Linked DNA regions of Sus scrofa: region 2 is linked to region 1. The links are chromatin contacts, called in public HiChIP or PLAC-seq maps. All regions are on one chromosome and are shown on one strand. Each heading gives the region's core, a stretch centred on a gene start, on an enhancer-like site or on the middle of the called end of the contact. The rest is flanking DNA. Distances are from core to core; before and after follow the strand shown. Region 1 overlaps RPS6KA5 (ribosomal protein S6 kinase alpha-5). Region 2 overlaps C7H14orf159 (UPF0317 protein C14orf159 homolog, mitochondrial).

What was found. HiChIP or PLAC-seq counts read pairs in DNA pulled down with a chosen protein or histone mark.
Region 2: a contact with region 1 is called in an H3K27ac HiChIP or PLAC-seq map of alveolar macrophages. The contact joins two enhancer-like sites. A contact is called at or near these places in 16 of 47 Hi-C or Micro-C datasets (adipose tissue, blood, brain and 6 more) and 2 of 2 datasets of contacts at active chromatin or transcription factors (alveolar macrophages and skeletal muscle).

The regions. Positions count from the first base shown.
Region 1 is chr7:112,572,563-112,579,776 of Sscrofa11.1, reverse strand. RPS6KA5 (ribosomal protein S6 kinase alpha-5) reads left to right here. Exons shown (of 17, transcript XM_021099611.1): 14 at 1,244-1,435. Among named protein-coding and RNA genes, the nearest start is that of TTC7B, 57 kb to the right of the region's middle. Within about 2 kb of position 5,901, at least 1 of the 83 cell types and tissues checked has an H3K27ac peak or open chromatin away from gene starts, as enhancers often do. A contact at or near this core is called in alveolar macrophages, where this site is marked.
Region 2 is chr7:112,851,048-112,857,522 of Sscrofa11.1, reverse strand. C7H14orf159 (UPF0317 protein C14orf159 homolog, mitochondrial) reads right to left here. Exons shown (of 20, transcript XM_021100082.1): 15 at 4,540-4,726; 16 at 4,474-4,537. Among named protein-coding and RNA genes, the nearest start is that of GPR68, 50 kb to the left of the region's middle. Within about 2 kb of position 2,857, at least 1 of the 83 cell types and tissues checked has an H3K27ac peak or open chromatin away from gene starts, as enhancers often do. A contact at or near this core is called in alveolar macrophages, where this site is marked.

The sequences.
Region 1 (7,214 bases), core at 4,652-7,151:
AGGATGGGCCAGGTGTGTGTCAGTCACTGTCCTGTACACAGCCCAGTGCTTGGTGCCACGACGGAGCCCAGGAGTCATTTTCTAAGACTTCTCCCAAGTGCTGTCCTGGAGCCCCAGCTGTGACTTCAGTTGTGGTGAAGCCTTACATTGAATAGTACCCACATTTAAATTCCATCACAAATTCAGGAGGAAGCCTTCGGTATCACAGAAAATGTAATACAACTTTTCAGTTCCTTTTTTTTGCTGCTTTCTTCCCACTTCATTTTTAACTTTGAAATGGAGACTTAGAGGATTTTTCTTCTTTGTATCAGTGAAGCCGTCTACGATGTATTTTATTTCAGTTCAAATGATATTGAAAAGCAAGGGGTGTTCCAGAGCTGGGGAGCAATGCAATGATCATGAAGATTTCTAAGCTTCACTTACTGTGGGTACTACCTGGATGGGCTAATAAAGGTGGTGATGGGTACACCAGTACAGTGAGATTTTTTTAAACAAGTGGTAAATATAAAAGTAGTCAGTAAAGCAGTGATTGAGAAGGTGTAGGGAACAGTTCAAAATAACAATGTTTTTTGAGTAATGGAGGGATAATATCCATCAGTCTCAAAAAAGTTCAAGTTTAGAGAAAGTATTTCTAAAATGTAGGTCTCTGACATGTATTCTTTAAGAGGCTTTAATAGATACTATTTAATTGGTTTATGTATGACTTCATTCAGTGGACAAATATTTACCAAAGCGCCTGCTACATGAGAGAGTCATGAAGAAGGTGAGTATACAGTCACTGCCCTTAAGGAATTATTGTCTAACATGGGTGAAGACATTGAACTGATAATGCAGAGCTGCTAAGAGCCAGGAAAGAAAAGTAAGTGCTAGAAGAAAATAGAATAATTTCCAATTTCAGTTTGGTGGAATGAGGCGCAGGTGCCTGAGAGCCAGGTTGGAAGGCAGGTGTATGGAGGAAGCAGAAGACAAACACAGGCCGAGGGAAAAGTATAGACAGAGGAGAGGCATGGAACTATTGAGACTGCTTGCACGTGCCCTTATAAAATTGACATGATACAGAAGAGTATAAAGCAGAGAGCCGCAGTATACTGACATCCAGCTCCCAGACCCACCCTGTCAGACTTCTCTGTGTCTGAATCCAAGGTACATACATAGACAGATAATGTTGCATAAATGCATCACCAAGTCCCCTGACATTTCAATGGCAGTTGAAGGAACTAATGCAAGTGCTTGTATCTTGCAGAACTTGCTGTTCACTGATGAAAATGACAATTTGGAAATTAAAGTAATTGATTTCGGGTTTGCACGCTTAAAGCCACCTGATAATCAGCCTCTGAAGACGCCGTGCTTCACTCTTCATTATGCTGCCCCGGAGCTCTTGAACCACAACGGCTACGATGAGTCCTGCGACCTCTGGAGCTTGGGCGTCATTTTGGTGAGTTCCTAGCAGTAGAGCCATTAAACCCAGTCACTTCTCTGATGTCCTCTGTTCGGCTCTCTTTTTGCTGTTCTTCTTAAATGTGTGGGAAGAAAACCTGGCAAATTGGTTTCTTTACTGTACAACCAATAAAAGGCCTCACTGAAGGCTATTTCTCCAAATTCAACATTGGAGAAAAATGTAGGCATTTTTCCTTTGGTTTATTTTGGAATATTTAAGACAACTGTGTCTTACATGAATTACAGTTTTATATATCTGTATATTTTTAAAGAAGCAATAGTATATTTTCACAAGATAGGCATATTAGATATAACATGAAGATGGCAAAATTATATATATGTGTGTATATATATATAAACTGGGTCTTTGCTATATAGCGGAAATTGACATAACATTGTAAATCAACTATAATAATAATTTTAAAAATTAAAAAGAAAAAAGAAAATAGCAAAGTGACTCAATAATAGAAAAATATTTTAAAAATATATCATCATCATCTGAGATTTTCAGACTGAAGATGCATCTGAGATTTTCAGACTGAAGATGTAATTAAAGAATATCTCTTAGGGTAAAATAATTAATAGATAAAATGTAAAATATTTTTAGTAATTTATAGTAATCATGGTGAGCATTGCTTTTCACAAAATGTCCTTGGCAGGTGGGATCAGAAACAGAACAGGAAGCTAGAAAAATCTCAGCATGTTTTTTTCCCAAAATGGCTTTACTTTTTCTGCATGTAATTTGTAATGCAGGGAGAAATTTTCAGACAATACAGAAAGATATAAGGAACAAAGTGAAATCACTCATAACCTCATCATATGGAGATAATACTGTGTAAGCTCTTACTCTCCTTCCATCCCTCCCCTATTTTATGTTTTATGTATTTCTACAATTTTCTCTCTATATTTGTATATATATTCAGGGTTTTTGACAAAGGAGATATGTAGTTTGAGTCTCCGAAGTTTAACATTTCATTAGCATCTTCTAGTCCTTCACTAATTATAAGCAACACAAATATTTTTTATATATGTGCTTGCATTTGTCTCATGATTTCCTTAGAATAGATTCCTAGGAGAAAGATAAACACATCTTTATTTTGACACAGATGCCTGGATTTCCCTCTAAAGGGTTTACCAGATCATATTCTCATGAATTGTATATGAATACATTGGATACTATCAATTTCAGTCTTAAATTATTTCCTACTGTTGTTATCATTTGCATGCGTTCCTCTGATGAGCATTCAGTTTGAGCATCTTTTCATGTATCTAGACATTTGTATTTTCTTTTTTTTATAAATTGCTGTTTATGAGCTTTGCCCACTTTCCTATGGGGAAGTTTTTCTTATGGAAGGTGAAAGCTCTATTAAGAATTTGAATCCTTTATCTGCCATTAATATCGGAAATGTTTTTTCCACTTTGTCATTTCTTTGAAAACTTTGTAGTAATATGGGATTTTAAGTTTGTTTTTAGAGGGGTTTAGATAGAGAAGTTTTTTTATTTCTATGTTGCAAGATATGTCAGGCTTATGATATCTGGCTTTGATATCGGATTGTCACTCCACCCCAACCCAAGATTATAAAAATATTCTCTTAAATCTTCCTTTAGAATTATGTTTTATTTTTATGCTTATGCACTCCATCTGGGATTTATCTTGGTGTCAGTTTGTTTTCCCCCAGTGGCCAGTTGTCCTTGCAGGATGATTCTTTTATTTGTAAGCTTTGTGCGGTTTTTACTTCAGCAATTTTAAATCATCATTTATAATTTTCAAACTAAAATTGCATATTTATGAATATTATTTTTAAATAAAAATAAACAGCTTACTCCTATAGATTTGAGTTTTGTTTGACTTAAACTGATTACATTTTCATTAGTAGCACTCTCCTAAAAAAATCATCTAAATAAAAAAGAGCCTTTCTACCAACCTCAAACCCCCTGACCATCCCAAACTGTTACATTTAGAGTGGATAAACAGTGAGGTCCTACTGCACAGCATAGGGAACTATATCCAGTCTCCTGGGATAGACCATGATGGAAGACATCATGAGAAAAGAATGTATATGTATGTATGACTGGGTCACTTTGCCGTACAGCAGAAATTGGCACAACATTGTAAATCAACTATACTTTAATAAAAACAAAAGAAAAAAAAGAGCCTTTCATTTTTAGCAATAAGATTACAAAGACTCCTTTGTAAAGGAGTCCTTACTTATATACAGGCCAATTATAATTATCATGCTTTTTAAGGTTTTAAAAGGCAGTCTTAGACATTCAGGCAGGTATTTTGGGGCCTCCAAATGCCGTGTCTATGGAAATAACTTTGTATAATGGCATGGAGAGAAGCCAGGCCTCTCTCTAGATCTAGCTGTCAAGTTTTAAACAGAAGCAGGGGACAAGGAACAGATTAAACGATGCCACAGGAATACAGTCACAATATCCAGACTGTGGGAAGTTCTACAGACAAACAACCCAGTTTGTAGCAAATAAATTATAAGAAAAAAGCCTGGGAACCTGTAGATGAAAAGACACTTAAACAGTGTTTGCATCTTACTTAAATTCTGATTCAGACAAATTCTAATTTCAGTTCTATATGTTAAATTCAAATGCTAAATCATACAAATGTAATTATATTCATACAACGTATAAAACACTGCTGGCGAAATTTGAATATTGCCTGGATACTGGGTGCTACAAAGGAATTACTGCTAATTGTTCTTGGGTATAATAAGTTGTAGTTGTGGTTTTTAAAAATCCCTGCCTTTTAGGGATACAAAAATGAACTACTTGCAGATGAAAAGCAAAGTTAGCACCTGCCTTAAACTGTCAAAAAAGAATGTTTTGCAAACTTTTCAATATAAACGAGGACCCATCTCCAGAGCACCTAGATACACAGGCAGAGTCATCGCATAGTGAGCACAAAATTTATTTCGTCTGGTTGGCCTTCTATCTCTGGCGTTTTTACATGTCACATCTAAACATGAATGTGGATCCTTTCGTATGTAAACAATCTGTTATCCCAATTGGGTAAAACAATTCCTTCAGGAAGATGGGTCATGTCTTATCATTTGGCTTTGATTACAACTTAGCCCACCTCATGGATGTGCAGTTCATTGGAAACGAACAGGATGTGAATTAAAATAGAACTTACGCAGTATCTTAGTCTGCCTCAGGCCACCATAACAAAATATTGCAGGCTGGTGACTTAAACAACAGAAATTTATTTCACAGTTCTGGGCGCTGAGACGTCCAGGGCCAAGGTGCCAGCCCCGTTGGTATCTGGCGAGGGCTTCTCCCTTGGGTTGCAAACAGCCATCTGTTCACTGTGTCCTTACATGACCTCACCTCAGTGCATGTGCTTAGAGAGAGAGCAAGAGCCAGCTCTCTGGGGTCTCTTTCTCTTAGGACACTAATCCTCTTGGAGGAGGACCCCACACTCATGACCTCATTACCTTTATCTCCATAAAGGTCCTGTCCACAAATGCGAGTCACATTGACGGTTAGGTCTTCAGCCTAAGAATTTAATTTAATTAATTAATTATTTATTTATTTATTTAATTGTCTTTTTGCCTTTTCTAGGGCTGCTCTGGCGGCATGTGGAGGTTCCCAGGCTAGGGGTCTAATTGGAGCTGAGCCACTGGCCCACACCACAGCCACAGCAACTCGGGATCCGAGCCGCGTCTTCGACCTACACCACAGCTCACAGCAATGCCAGATCCTTAACCCACTGAGCAAGGGCAGGGATCAAACCCGCAACCTCATGGTTCCTAGTTGGATTTGTTAACCATTGCACCACGACGGGAACTCCTCAGCCTAAGAATTTTAAAGGCACACAGCCATTCAGTTCCTAACACACAGTATTTAATAAATGTAGGATAGGATTATATGCCCGCCCAAAGGTGTGGATAGCATATCCATGGGGTGGAATATAATAACATTTAAAACATACTTCTGCCAAGTGTTTTATTCAGGATTTCTTATTTTTTCACTCTCTTTCAAAAATTGTATTTTTAAAATTTCAGACCTGGAGAAAGTGTGGGAGAATAACACTGTGACCATTTGACATTTCGCCACATTTGCTTCCTCTTTCTTTCTAATTCCCTCTTATGTGTGTATACACACACACACCCAGATATATAGAGATGTATATCTGTAGGTATATAGATACTTTCTTGCCGCACCACTTGCAGTTTGCAGACACAGAATTATTCTTAACAGAAGTTGCTTCCAGGATCATCAACTAAATTGTAAGATCTTAGAGTTGAGAGGAGCCTAAAGTTTGTTTAATTCTACCTCTTCCAGAGAAGGGACTTGTCTACAAAGTCCCTATCACCAGTCTCCTTTAAGTATTTCCAAATTGGAGAATTCCACCCCAACAGCCTGCTGAATTCTTACACATCAGAAAGCAAGAAAACTATAAGGCAAAGGGTACTTTCTTGGATGTAGCCACATAATATCTGTTAGGAAGTAGGGTGAGATGAGGAAGTGGAGCAGATTTTGGAAAACTACTCGGCAGTGCCTACTGAACAGACACAGAGCAAAAGGCCAGCAGTTCCAGTCTCAGGGATGTAGTCAGCAAAAATGCGTGGTTTTATGTCCGAAAGACATGGACAAGAAGATATATGGCAGCAGGTTTCAAAATGCCCCAAACTGGAAACGAGTCCAACGTTTATCAACAATAGAAAGCTGTTCTGTCTGGGTTTCCTAGAAGCAGAACCTAGAGTTAAAGCTTATGTTTTGTCTTGTTCCTGAGTAGCAGCATCCCGGGGAGGCAGGAGGGAGGCAGGGAAAGAGGGAGGGAGGGCGGAAGGCGCACTGAGTGACCCCCTCCTGTGACCAGAGGAGCCGATCGCTTGAGTTCACGGACACAAGACATCTCACAGACCCCGAGGCCACAGCAGCAGGCAATGTGATTTCTGTAATTATAGAATAATGGGTCCTTCCCCCTTAGACTCTAGAGTGGGGGACCCAACACCAGTGGATCAGCCATTGATCAGTGGTTCAGCACAGTCCTCAAGGACAGCCCCCCAGCCCCACCGGCTACTGTCTTGAGTGGGCGACTTCACTGAGCTTTTCATGTTCTAACAGGCCAACTGCACCCACCTGAAAGCAGGCCAGCTCATCTAGAAGGTAGGCCCAGTTTCCTCTCGAAACTGGAACTGAATGTCTGTGTGCCTTTAAAATTCTTAGGCTGAGGAGTTCCCGTCGTGGTGCAATGGTTAACAAATCCAACTAGGAACCATGAGGTTGCGGGTTTGATCCCTGCCCTTGCTCAGTGGGTTAAGGATCTGGTATTGCTGTGAGCTGTGGTGTAGGTCGAAGACGCGGCTCGGATCCCGAGTTGCTATGGCTGTGGTGTAGGCCAGTGGCTCTTGATCATGGGGAGCCCCCCTCGATGAGGCCAGAGATGTGAGTTAAGGAAGAAGCCTTGGTGCAATAGAGGGAGGTGACAGGCTCCTGTGCATGTCATTTGCTGTGACTTCTGGACTTCCTAGGGTTGATTCTGAGCGTGCCATGTCCACAGCATCTTGACTGCTGCTGCAGCTTTATGAATCTGTGTATCTGCTGACCCTGTGCACTGCTTTGTCCCAGCTTCAAGGGAGCCTTTGCAGCCGACTCCCAGCACTGGCTCCAGGTGGCCCTGCCAGGATGTTGAATCCTGAGTCTCAGAAAATGTTTCCATGGCAATAATTTCTTCTCCGTCAGGCCTTATGTTCCACCCGCCCACCCCAGTTCAGCATCCTCAGAATCCATTCGCATTGTGTCCCCTGATCCCTGCT
Region 2 (6,475 bases), core at 1,608-4,107, 280 kb before region 1:
CATCTTCCAACAGAAAGCGTTAGAGAGAGAAGGCTGTGCAGGCAGGATGCTGGTAAGATCATGGGTTGTGAAATCAGATTGTGCTGGGTCCAGGTCCTGAGGCTACAGGCCTTCAGCAAGTCACTTGAATGCTGTAACCCTCGTTTTCTGCATTTGTCAGGCTGCCTAACAACTGTCCCTGCCTCTTAGGGCGTTGAAAGGGTTAACGGAGAAAATGCAAAAGAGAGGGAGTTCCCATCATGGCGCAGGGGAAATGAATCCGACTAGGAACCGTGAGGTTGCAGGTTCGATCCCTGGCCTCGCTCAGTGGGTTAAGGATCCTGTGTCGCTGTGAGCTGTGGTGTAGGTCGCAGACGTACGTGGCTTGGGTCTGGCTTCGCTGTGGCTGTGGCGTAGGCTGGCAGCAATAACTCTGATTAGACCCCTAGCCTGGGAACCTCCATATGCTGTGGGTGTGGCCCTAAAAAGACAAAAGACAAGAAAAAAAAATGCAAAAGAGATGCTTAGCACACACCTGCACACCCACTCAGGGCTCAGTGTTAGTGGTTGTGGTTGCTAACAGGATTAGGAGGAATACTGTTTCAATCATCTAATTTAAGATGGAAATTACATTACACGTTTCCATTTCTCTAAAGCCCCCCACGATGGAGTTCTTTAAAAGCTTAACTCTGCTATGGAAAACCATATGATGGTTCCTCAAAAAAGTTTAACTAGAATCAGCATATGATCCACCAGTTCTGCTTCTGGGTACAGATGCAAAAGAATTGAAACCTGGATCTCAAAGAGCTATTCATCCATCACGTTCAGAGCAGCACTATTTATATCAGGCCGAAGGTGGGAGCAACCCACGTGTCCCCTGCGGGATGAACAAGTGAGCAAAGCGCAGTGTGTTCATACAAGGCAAGATTACACAGCCTTAAAAAGGAAGGAAATTCTGGGCGTTCCCGTTGTGGCTCAGCAGTAACGAACCTGACTGGTATCCATGAGGACATGGGTCCCTCCTGGCTTCACTCTGTGGGTTAAGGATCACCTGGTGTTGCTGTGGCTGTGGTGGAGGTTGCAGATGTGGCTTGGATCTGGAGTTTCTGTGGCTGTAGCTTACGCTGGCAGCTGCAGCTCTGATTTAACCCCTAGCCTGGGAACTTCCATGCGCTGCAGGTGTGGCCCTAAAAAAAAGACAAAAAGGGGGGGGCAGGAAATTCTGGCCTGTTATAACATGGATGAACCTTGAGGATATTTTGCTAAGAGAAATAAGCCACCCACAGAAAGACGAATCATTATAAAGTATGATTCCGCTTTATAAGTTGAGTAGTCAAATCCACAGAAGGACGAATACTGTATGATTTGACTTTATAAGTTACTTGAGTAGCCAAATCCGCAGAGACAAAAGTAGAAAGGTGGTTTCCAGGGGGTGGGGGAGGGGGCGTGAGAGGTTTTGATTAATGGGTAGAGAGTTTCTGTTTGGGAAGATGAAAAGTTTAGGAGATGGATGGTGGGGACAGCTGCACAACCAGGTAAACATACTTTTTTTTAAAAAAAAACCACTGAACTGCACACTAAAAAATGGTTAAAATAGGAATTCCCATTGTGGCTTGGCAGGTTAAGAACCTAGCATAGTGTCTGTGAGGATACAGTTTTGACTCCTGGCCTCAGTCAGTCAGTTAAGGAGCCAGCATTACCACAAGCTACGGTGCAGGTTGCAGATAAGAGTCAGATCTGGTGTTGCCCTGGCTGAGGCTCTGATTCAACCCCTAGACCAGGAACTTCCATATGCCGCAGGTGTGGTCATGAAAAGAAAACAATGGTTAAAATAGTAAGATTTATGTTATGCATATTTTATCACAGTAATAAAAAAAAAACTTAACTCTGAATGCTCTGCCTACACATATTTTATTTATTTATTTATTTATTGTCTTTTTGCTATTTGTTTGGGCCGCTCCCACAGCATATGGAGGTTCCCAGGCTAGGGGTCTAATTGGAGCTGTAGCCACCGGCCTACGCCAGAGCCACAGCAACGCAGGATCCGAGCCGCGTCTGCAACCTACACCACAGCTCATGGCAACGCCGGATCGTTAACCCACTAAGCAAGGGCAGGGACCGAACCCGCAACCTCACAGTTCCTAGTCGGATTCGTTAACCACTGCGCCACGACGGGAACTCCACACATATTTTAGAAAGCAAGATCTCCATGTCTGTCCCTGTCCTTTGGTTGGGCGAGAAGGTGGCACCACCACGGATGCTTGGATGGCAGGCCCCTGAGTAGGTGTTAGAATGGGTTCCCGAGGCCAATCCCAGTCAAGGGAAAAGCAGCTGCTTTTTCTGAGAAGCAGAATCAGGAAGCGGAAGGAACTTTGACCCTGAATTCCCTCTAGACCGACCTCAGGGGCGATGGAAAGGCAGTTTAGAGCAAGAGCTCCAGCTGAGATGGATACATCCTCTCTTCTGGAAAGAGAACCCCATTTCTGGACCTTTCCCGCAGGGGTGGGGGGTGCTGGTTACATACCTTGGGGAGATAGGTTGACTTTGAGGCCGTGCGAGTCCGCCTGGCTGCAGTGGGAAGGAATCCCGGCCTGGGAGGTGCGCCCTGGAGAGTTACTGCAGCTTCCCAAAGACAGCGGAACCCTCTCTCCCCGCGGTCGGGTCTGTCGCACCTCCCTCCACTCAGCCAACAGAGTCACACCTGTGTTACATGGCACCTGAGGTCCCACCCAAGAGGATTTTCTAGTTTCCCCCTGAGTTGCCAGAGCTTTGTTTGAATGCCAACTGTTTGGAGAATATAAACACTTCTATTAGGCACCACACATGTTCTTGTAGCTTTAAATAGCATATTGGATCCACAATCGAACTTTCCTCAGTGACTCAGAGTCATTCTAAACACTGGGTTCTGCTGGGAGCTGCAATAGAGCTGTGCCCTCTGGGCCTATTAACGCAGGGTTTTAAAACTTGAAGTGGGAGTTCCCGTTGTGGCTCAGTGGAAACGAATCTGACTAGTTACCATAAGGTTGTGGGTTCGATCCCTGGCCTTGCTCAGTGGGTTAAGGATCCGGCGTTGCCGTGAGCTGTGGTGTAGGTCGAAGACCCAGCTCAGATCCTGCGTTGCTGTGGCTCTGGTGTAGGCCAGCAGCTGTAGCTCTGATTCGACCCCTAGCCTGGGAATCTCCATATGCTGTGCATGCGGCCCTAAAAAGAAAAAAAAAAAAATTGAAGTGGACACTTAGTGGGTTGTGAAACAAACTTATTAGGCCAGGTCAGCATTTTCTGAAAAATAGAATAGAATAGAATGATCCAAGTACATGGCACATAGCAAGAGTAAATATTGTTTTTTGAAATTTCTGTTTCAGCTACATGTATGCATGTTCTAGTTCACAATGCACAATGTATTACTGAGAATTGTTGTCAAAAAAGTTTGCAAAACACTGTATTAAGAGTCATAAGATCTGGAGTTCCTGTTGTGGCGCAGCAGAAATGAATCTGACTAGGAACTATGAGGTTGCAGGTTCAATCCCTGGCCTTGCTCAGTGGCTTAAGGATCTGGCATTGCTGTGAGCTGTGGTGTAGGTCACAGACGCAGCTCAGATCTAGTGTTGCTGTGGCTCTGGTATAGGCCGGCAGCTGTAGCTCCGATTAAATTTCCCAGCCTGGGAAGCTCCATATGCCACAGATGCGGCCCTAAAAAGCAAAAAAAAAAAAAAAAAAAAAAATTATAAGATCTGGAAAACATCCCTACATACAATAAAGATGTATTTTTCAGAATGTCTGACCACGACACACAGGAAAAAATACACACACACACACACACACACACACACACACAGGTACTTACCATTACTATACAAGAAATACAATTTTTTCTTTTTTTTTTTGCTTTTAAGGGCTGCACTGGTGGCATATGGAAGTTCCCAGTCCAGGGGTCAAATCCAGCTGTAGCCGCCAGCCTACACCACAGCCACAGCAATGCTGAATCCAAGCCACATCTTTGACCTACACCACAGCTCATGGCAAAGCCAGATTCTTTAACCCACCTCATGGGTTTTATCCTCATGGATACTAGGCAGGCTCATTACCGCTTAACCACAGTGGGAACTCCTACAATGACACTTCTCTATTTCCTTTTCCAAAGGCACTGGTCACACACGTCCCCTTCCCACCCTTGAAATGATTTCATTTCTCACTAATGGTCATGACCCAATTTGAGAAACTGCTAGTTTTGTTTTGTTTTAATAATTTGCCTATCTTCTCTATATAGGAAGACAGGCCATCTCTCAGGGACTCGCTACTTCCAGAGACCCTCTGTAAAGCCCCAGACACCTTGAAACCCCCCAGCCTCGTTGGTGAGTCTGGCCCATCAAAACCCTGGGCTCCTGGCTCTGTCTTCTCAGGAGGCTGAGACGTGCAGGGATGTTGTTGCCAAAGTCAGCATCACATGGGCTTCTCCACTGTCACCCACTTAAACTGAGACAGGACACATGTTACCTGGGTGACTTGGGGTCCCCATCTCTGCATAGAAACATCTGGCCAGCTCCCACTGATCCACCTTGTAAGTTAATATTGGGATCCATGTCTTCAGAACACCTTGAGAGCAAGGGCCAAGGGTGGAGCCACCAGCCCCAGCGCTGGGGGCGTTCACGTTGGCTTGTTGAAAGCTCCTTTGGAAAGTAACCATTACTGCTACTGAATGTCTCCCTGTAGAATACTTTGTTAGGTAAGCCTGCAGAATAATACTTTGCTAGGTAAGCCTGTAGAATAATACTTTGCTAGGTAAGCCAAGACCTCGACACAGAAGACACTTCAGTTTCCTTTTAGACCTGAACAAACCCTAGGGTTGATGGGGATGAAGTCACAGTAGTGTCACCAGTCTTGTGGGCTGTACACAGGTGCCCCCAATACCACGTGACCAGAAGCCTATTCTAGCCTGCTGCCATTGTGGGTGCTGGCGACATATTTTGGTGCCCATGGTGACGGTAGGCCAGCCCCCTGATAAGCAAGTGACACGCACATTCTCAATTACTTTTCACAACAGTCTTGTGTGATATGAACCATTATTTCCCCCATTTTACAGAGAAGGAAAACTGAGGCTCAGAGATGTGAACTGACTTGGGCAAAGCCAAGTATGCAGGGCGGTGTCATGACTCCAGTTCCCAATTTAAGTTCTCATCTGCTTCCCACCCCCACCTCCCTGACTACCTTCAGGGACGGTCAAGGAAAAAAAAGGAAAGGTCCTAGAGTTTGGCCTAGAGTTTGACCTTGGACCTAGCTACTGGTTTCCAAAGTGAATTGGAATCATCTCTTTTAAAAATAGCACATTTTCAAATTACAATAAAAATACATATTATGGTAGGATGTGTGGAACACACAAATCCCGAAATAAAATAACATGGACTTGGTTTTCATGAACTAAACCACCTCATAGCAATTAGGGTAGAAGCTTTGTGTATTTGCTGGTCCAGGACCAAGTCGCATCTGGGCTGAGCTTGAGGAGGCTAATTGAGGCCCCGGACAGGGATGGTGGACCCAATGCTATGGTCCCGCTGGTTCTACAGGAGCTCCCGGGCTGCTCTGCAGGCTATGATCAGTGCCAAGGGGCAGCTTTGGTCACCCCCATAATCTCCATCAGCCCCTCATCCCTCCCATAAATTCAGTGTGAGTAAGCATCTTGTCTACATTAAAACCACCTCGAGACAGCTGCTTCCCCCCCAACCCCCCGTCTTGTCACCCCAAGCCCTTTGGGAGCTGTCACTGCCACCCTAGTGGGTCCACGGAGCAAACTCAAGGTGAGGAGCCAGAAAATTGTCACAGATCCCCAAATGCCCCTCTGTGGCTCCTCCCACTGCCCCCTCTGGCCCCACCTCCCATCTGGGGGAAAGACCAGCAGGGGGCAGTGGGTGCACCAGAGGGTAGTCACCAGACATCTCCAGGGGATGGGGGCACTCAGGACAGGAGAAAGACCCAGCCCCTCTGTGTGCTGTGAGGGGTGGCCCGGTGGCTTGGCAAGGAGGCTGAGTAGAGCCAAACAACCCTGGTGGGAAGCAACAGCTCCTGGCTGTGTGACCTTGAGCAAGCTCAGGACCTCTCTGAGCTTCAGTGATTTCCTCCTCTGCAGAATAGGATAGCTCAGCGGAAATGAACCCGATTAGTATCTATGAGGACACAGGTTCGATCTCTGGCCTTGCTCAGTGGGTTAAGCGTTACTTCGAGCTGTGGTCTAAGCTGAGACTCAGCTCAGATCTGGTGTTGCCGTGGCTGTGGTATAGGCTGGCAGCTGCAGTTCCAATTCAACCCCTAGCCTGGAAACTTCCATATGCCACAGGTGTGGCCCTAAAAAAAAAAAAGATTAATCATGACCTCACCTAGGACTGATGTGGACACAACAGTGCGATGAGCGCCAGCACAGAGCTGGGGGCCTGGCACAAAGCAGGTGCTGAGCAAAGCCTGACTCTTTCTTGTTTCTTTGACATTGGACTGAGGACATAGGACA